Regions from separate parts of the Arabidopsis thaliana genome. Here region 2 is linked to region 1. The links are chromatin contacts, called in public capture Hi-C maps. All regions are on one chromosome and are shown on one strand. The core of a region is the stretch at or near the end of the contact, and the rest is flanking DNA. Distances in the headings are between cores, read along the strand shown.

Region 1 (3,580 bases), core at 282-2,781:
GCAATATACACAGCATTCTTATACTGGCCGAGATAGTTCATGAGCCTTGACTTAGTGTTTCCGACCCTTTACTTACCTCTGGATCATCTAACAGTCTAAGGGGCCCAGTATCACGATTTAAAAGGTCAACCACGGTCTCGTTATAAATCTCCAAAGCAGATACTTTCAAGACAAAGCTCCTTTCTTGAGTCTACATAGATTTCAACAGATCCATGAGAATAGAAAAAGAACATATCACTTCGTAACAAAACCAAAACCAAAACACATCCATTTGATCACTCACTTTTCTTATATGTTCGTATATATCTTTAACAACACTTTCAGTAACCCCCCTCATTGTAAACGTCTTGCCACTACTAGTCTGACCATAAGCAAAAATAGTTGCTGCAATAGATAGAGACAAGAAATCACATATCCACAAATAACATATCCTTAGATAATGGGATTTTTTAGATTTCTGTGTAGTTACCATTTGTTCCTGCTAATGCAGATAGTGCAACGTCCCTAGAACCACCTTCATACACCTCTTGAGTTGCACAAGTTGGCTCAAAAACTTTATCTATAAGTACAAAGAAGAAAAAACTTAAATGAGCTATATAACAAAAATGGAAAGAAGAGAAGACAAAATAAGCAATCGACTAGATTCTAATAAAAAATACCAAATGAATATTTTGTTGGAGCCTTGTCAGGATTCGGATTCTTAAAGACGATAGTCTCATCATCGGGACATTCCCAAGCAATGAGATCATATTTGGCATGTTCCCTCCAATTTAATGGTCTCATCCGAACAGTGACAAGAATCTTCTCCTCTGTAACTTTGGAACCACATGGAGTATAAGGATTGGACTTATCTATCTTACTTAACGGAGTTCTCGGAGGTCCCATCATCTTCTACACACAAAATCGAAACCAATTTTAGAAACTTATAAGACCTAAACGCTACAAATCTACTCTACATCTGTAGATCAAACACAATTTCTTCTAAATCTAATCACCTAATCGAAGATTTTCTTTGAGAATCAGTAATCGTAACTGTTAGATTGTTCAGAAATCCATCTATGGAAACTAGAACAACCAATACATGAGAATCCAACATAATAGTCACCTGAAATCAAATCCAGAATAGGAAACAAGAGAGAAATTAAAAGATCGCTTACAGAGAAGAAGGGACTTAACAGAGGGAACACGTCGGAGAAAGAAAACGCGGCGGTGGTGGTCGACGACGGACGGATGATTCGCCGGAGAAAATCAAATCGATGAGAAGATGGTGGAGATGATTAGGGATTTGTTTTCGCAGAGGCAAAATCGAAAGCAGAGAATGTGTAACGGAAACTATTTTCTTGCTACTTTCTTCTTCTTCGTCTTCTTCTTCTTTTTACTTTGTTTTTTTCAATTCCCGTTCTCTGCGCAGACCTGAAATTTTTTGAACTTTGAACGGTCAAAGATCAAGGGTTCTTAACGAGCCACGTGTAAGATTGGGATTCTACATCGAACACAGCACTAACCTATACGACGTATCTTAACGTTCTAAGAAAAGTGCATCAATGTGTACGTTAATGCCAACCAAAACGGGTTTATTGGTACGTTATGGTTTACAAGCAGAATTTCTCAATCCGAGAGAGCAAAAAACGACTGTGTTGATAAATTGGGTCAAATGAAGAAAAGAGAAACATGGGCCAGCTAAAGATTAAGCCCAATACTAAAGCGACGTCGTCTGAGGCACAACGGTCATATGCAAACGACTAGAAACAACAAACACAGGAAGCACGAGAGGTGATGAAAAAGCTTGTACGGAGAGAAAGTTAGCGATTTTTTGCAGCCCGACACAGGATGATGATATCTGTCCTATCTCTAGGGTTTTTCGAGTTACCCCATTCTCTCTCACGTCTCGTGTATAAATACTAAATGTTCTGTTTCCTTTAGCTTCCTTCCTTTGCTTTGTTGTTACTAATTCTGCTCGTTATATTGTAAGTGTGATTAGTGTTAAATTTTTAGCGTATTTTTTCTTTCTAAGTTGGGATTTGTTTAGCTTGTTGCGTTGCCTTTTTCAGTGTGATTAATTAGTGAACAATGAGGTTAGCTAGCTTTTAGTTAGGGTTTAATCCTCCTTTTAGCTTTCACATTCTTTCTTCGATTTAGCCACAAAAACTCATCCACATACACGTACATAACTGGTCCTGAGCACAATAAAGTGAAACATGTTAGAAAACATGGATGATTATCCATCTTTAAAGTAGATCATATGACCTTATCTTATCCTTATATATAAGTCTTACTCACCAAGTTACTTTATCTTTAAGACACTTACTCCCCAAGTTTTCTCCTCCTATATATATATCTACGTTGTTTCATTGTGAAATCATATAGTATAGATCAACAATTTTACTATAATATGAATATTTATATACCTATTATTCAAGTATTTCACTATCATGAACACATACAACAACATTATATGATATATTAATATGTAGTTATATTACTAATGTATTTTGAAATTTGTTTAACTTAATTGTAACAAACAATTCTTTTTTTCATATATTCTTTCGTCATCTAGTACACCAACCTATCATGATATGCTAGTAATTTAAGTTAACACTTTAATTATCTTCCCTTGCATATAGCCATATAGAGTCTCGTATTTTTGTGTGGATATGTCTAATGTCTCGGATGACCATTACGTGAAAAAATTGTATATCAATGTTATCAAGTTATCAGACCGCACAAAAATAAACAGAAAGAAGGTCATATGATAAATCATATTCACATAACGTAATAATAAGAAAATATCCAACTAAAATTATTAAATTAATATGAGGTTAGATAGCAATTATCTAAAATACAATACACGTAAATTTTTAGCCATTATGGATTAATAACTATTGATAAAAAAATATAAAAATAAGTAAAATAGAATAAAAGTAGTATTTGATACATTATTATGATTTTTTTATTTATTGAATGTTTTTAGAAAATTAATTTTAAGAGTGAGATTAATAGAGAATTTAACACAACAAAAGACTTTTAATTTTTCCTCAATTAGTTTTACTAATTTTTTTATTTAATTAATGTAGAATGACACATGTCATTTTCTTGTGTGATGATGTGTCACTTATATGTAGAGAGTTTTCCAACTTTCATATATATGGGAATAAAAGTTGAAGTGTAAGTTCTACATATGAGTTACTATTTCTTTTTGGTCCTGTCTGAAAATGACTTAGTTCTACTACCGGAGGTTTCCAAGAGCAGTTGTGAATGGTAAATACTGTCCCTATGCTTACTTTGGTTAGACCAAAATTTCGTTTTTAGATTAACCGAAAATGCCTCACTAACACTCTAGATGATCACACGCGCTATGCCGCAGTTTTTTTTGTTTTTTTTGTATTGTTTAATTTAAATAATTTTTATTTATCTAATCATTCACTCATGCAATAAGAAATTAGTTTTAGTATTAAAATATATTTTTTCTAACAACATTCTCAATATTTCATCATACACATAATTCATAAACAACGTTCATCTTAAACCAATTTAACAGAGAGTAGTGTTCGATTCTAGAAACCTTAGAATTTGATGATGG
Region 2 (3,523 bases), core at 194-2,693, 310 kb before region 1:
GAGCTGCGCAACATATCACAAGCGAAATCATGGTGTGTCAAAGACACTTTGGCAAAAAATTCGGGGAGCTTAACAATAGTCACTATCAAAAGAATTCGTGACTTTGAAAAATGTTCTTTAGTTTCAATGGTTTCCGGCGTGAACCACTTGGAGAAAACGGAAAGACTTGAAGCAATTCTCGATAAGGAGGATGGCAGAGCTGAAATTCCCTCCAAGGTGAAGCAGCTATTGCGCCAAAGACCCTTAAGGCCAAATATGAGTTCTGCGCAAAAGGAGGCAACGTCGTGCATCCTCGACAATCTTAGATAGTATTCTTGATGTGGGAGCTGGATTCGATTCGGAGTAAAGGTTAAGGACAGATTGAAGAAGCTTCGGTAATCACCGCTCCTTAGAAATGGGATGATAATGTCGTTCTTCTTCAATCTATTAACTTCATGGATAATGTGCCTAAGCGGTTTTAAGGGCATGGTTCCCAAAAAAACTTTGTATCAGACTATCAACATAAGTGAATTATGTTCCAACTGACGTCCACAATCAATTATACATATAACACGACACAAACAGTTGCTAAGAATGAACGAAAGAGAGTTCAGCTCAAACCTAGGCAGAGATGGGAATGGACGATGCCTTATTAATTTCCTGGCCAAAAAAATGATACAGATGGGCCTGGATTGAGCAGTCAGGGGATTTGGGCTGCCATTTGGATTGTGCATAAATACAATCTGGGCTTTAATAAAAACCTGGTAGATGGGCTTTTATGATTCTTAATGTTGGGCCGTAATTCTTAAAGATGGTCAACGAATAAATCAACATTGGGCCCTGGTGCTTTTGTTGGTAATGTGGGCCAAGCCCAGTAGAAGGAGCCTCCAGCGAGATTAGGGTTTTGTCAATCGTCGTAGCTGACGGTTCAAGGATTTCCAGCCACCAGAAACAAACCAATAGCTTGGGACTGAGCCATGGGGGATCCAAATGATGCGCATGGGGAGGTGGAGCTCTTGTCATGCACGAAGACGGGTGGGTAGAAGCTTCACTCGGATTTGAAGAAGCTTCTTTTGTCCACTTTGACAGATAGGTTGAGAGCGGAGCAGACAACAAGAGGATCAAGAAAGAGCTCTTCCTGTCTCTGTCTCGAAGGGTTGAGGCACCGTGGAACAAAGGCAAGCGGTTGAAGATACATGTAGATTGAAAAAAACGGCCAAAAGCAGAATTAGATCACACCAGGGACAAGAGGAGGAGATCTCCCGATGCCGACAAGCATAAGCTTCACCGGTGCCGAATAGGTGGTTAGGGACTGCGTCTCGATGTTAGTACCCGAGAGAAAAAAGAGTTTTAGTTTAGTCACTCTATTTTTCTCTCTAAATATGGATGATAAATTTAATGCAAATATTATTTTAGTTAACTTTTGTTTTTTTAATTATAATTTTCTAATTTAATGCATAGATAAATCCAAAATTATCTTGTGATGGAGTGATGGGTTTTGGAAGGTAAATCTATCTACACATACACTTTTTCATGTTCTTAATAACATGATATGTGGCATACCATGGTTAAGTGAGTTAATAGTGCAGCGGTAAGTACAAAAAGAGTCTTTGGATATCAATGGATTCTCAAAGATCTATTTGTAGCTAGGAGTTCTTAGCTTTGTGTATTAATGACTTCAAGTTGAGAAAAGCTTTCTCTTTATTAATCAAAAAAAACAACCAAGTCTAACGAACCTAAGAAGCAGACTGGTTATGGTCGAAACATAAAAGAAATCCTAGTCAAAGCTTGTTGCCAAAGCAAACACAAACCGACGTAATAAAACCCAAATAAAGCCCAACACAAGTTTAAAGAATAACATAATTAAAAGCCTAATAATAATGACGTAGATGTTGCTACATCAGTTAATAATAATTTCTTCCTCCATTTAATAAAGAATATTCTCTAGTATATTTTTCTTTTATATTTATTTTAATTTTTTTTTTTTTTTGCTTTTTAAACAAGAAATATGATTAAAAAAAATTCTTTAATTTTTGTTTTTAATTATTTTTTGGAAATAAATTTTTTTTTTTTTTTTTTGTCGTCAACCTTTTGCATTAACTTGGAATCAAGATACATCATTTCAGGATATTACAAGGCTTAAGTTTTTAGCTCTAGCATCCTTAGTAATTCTATCCGCTACATGATTGATATTACGTGAGATCTTAAGGAAGTCAAAAGACTTGTATCCTGATGCCAAGTTTCGTACTTCTTGGAGGTATGTCAATATAGGTGAATGTTGCAGCCCGTGGATTGCTGAGTGGAGGGGTTCATAAAGCTCTGCTGCATCTCCGGAAATAGAACTTCATCATATCCGAGCCTTCAAAGATGAATCATAGCTAATTTTAAGGCCTCGACTTCTGCTTCAAGCGGCGAACTCGTTGGTCGTATTGCAGACATTCCCCAAAGTACAAATTGCGCATTTGGAGTGTACATGATCCAGCCTATGCCTACAGTGGCAGTAGAAGAGACCCATGAAGCATCCACAAAACAACAATAAGTTTTTGCTTGATGAATAATAGTCATTACGTCCTCTTTTGGTTGTAATAGGTGTTGTGGTATTAGGGTCTCTTTGAATTGAATCTCGCTATTTGTTAGCGTCACTCCACCGTAGACTCTCATTCCATTGTTGCTTGTCAATGAGAGCTTTGTTTATAATGTCCCGAATAGACCATCGTTTATTATTGAAAATGATATCATTCCGCATTTTCCACTACAGGAAATGAAGGTATTAATAGTAATACAATATAGCGTTTTCAATGATTCTGGTATAATTGTGTTTTGAAAAAAATTATATAGCGTTTTCGAAAAAACAAACGCTATGGTAGATTAACCGCAAAAATATTTCGTAGTGGCGCTTAGTTTTTGGCTTTATGATAGCATATATGACATTCAAAACGTTATAATAGAGATAACCGGGAAAGTAAAAATTTTGTTGGCTCCAAATTTTTTACTAAGTAAGAAAAGAAAATAAAGAAATAGAGATTAAAAGAAAAGAAATTAGATTGGGTTGGATATTAGATCTGAAACTTTTAGGTTATATCTTCTCTCTACTCGATTAGAAACCCTCTCACAAACGATCCCAATTTGTATGTCTCATCTTTCACTCTCGAGCCTTCTAAGTCTCAATCCCTCTCAGTCGCAATCCCGCTCAGTCGCAATTCCTCTAGATCTCGATCGTCAGTTACAAAATCGATCTACAAAGCCCTCTCAATCGTCTGACAACTTGAAGCGACTACTCAGTTCCCGTTTTCTCTTCTGAACTCGTCAATGGCGGCTTCGGTTCTTCTCAATCATGCTCAATCTCGTTCCGTCGGCTCACACGGTTTTAGATCCAATTTTGTTTTGAGTTAATCTTGCTTATCACTTATCAGACTTGCTAGGGTACATTTAATTGAATAGAATATCATTTAATAAGTTTTACAAGAAATTTTCTCTCTCAGGCACGTTTACCTAGGTCCTAAAAGAAGTTCAGGTTTTCAAAAAAAGGAGATCTCAGCTACTT

The links. Capture Hi-C pulls out chosen DNA fragments and counts their contacts.
Region 2: a contact with region 1 is called in a capture Hi-C map of seedling, with 1.8 times the contacts expected there. A contact is called at or near these places in 1 of 26 Hi-C or Micro-C datasets (root) and 1 of 3 other capture datasets (seedling).

Annotation. Positions count from the first base shown.
Region 1 is chr3:15,188,737-15,192,316 of TAIR10.1, reverse strand. TES (ATP binding microtubule motor family protein) reads right to left here and starts at 1,531. Exons shown (of 16, transcript NM_001339093.1): 1 at 1,506-1,531; 2 at 1,158-1,413; 3 at 660-1,065; 4 at 470-559; 5 at 284-384; 6 at 77-190. The coding sequence starts at 888.
Region 2 is chr3:15,499,936-15,503,458 of TAIR10.1, reverse strand. AT3G43580 (Beta-galactosidase related protein) reads right to left here and starts at 1,443. Exons shown (of 1, transcript NM_114226.3): 1 at 1-1,443. The coding sequence starts at 467.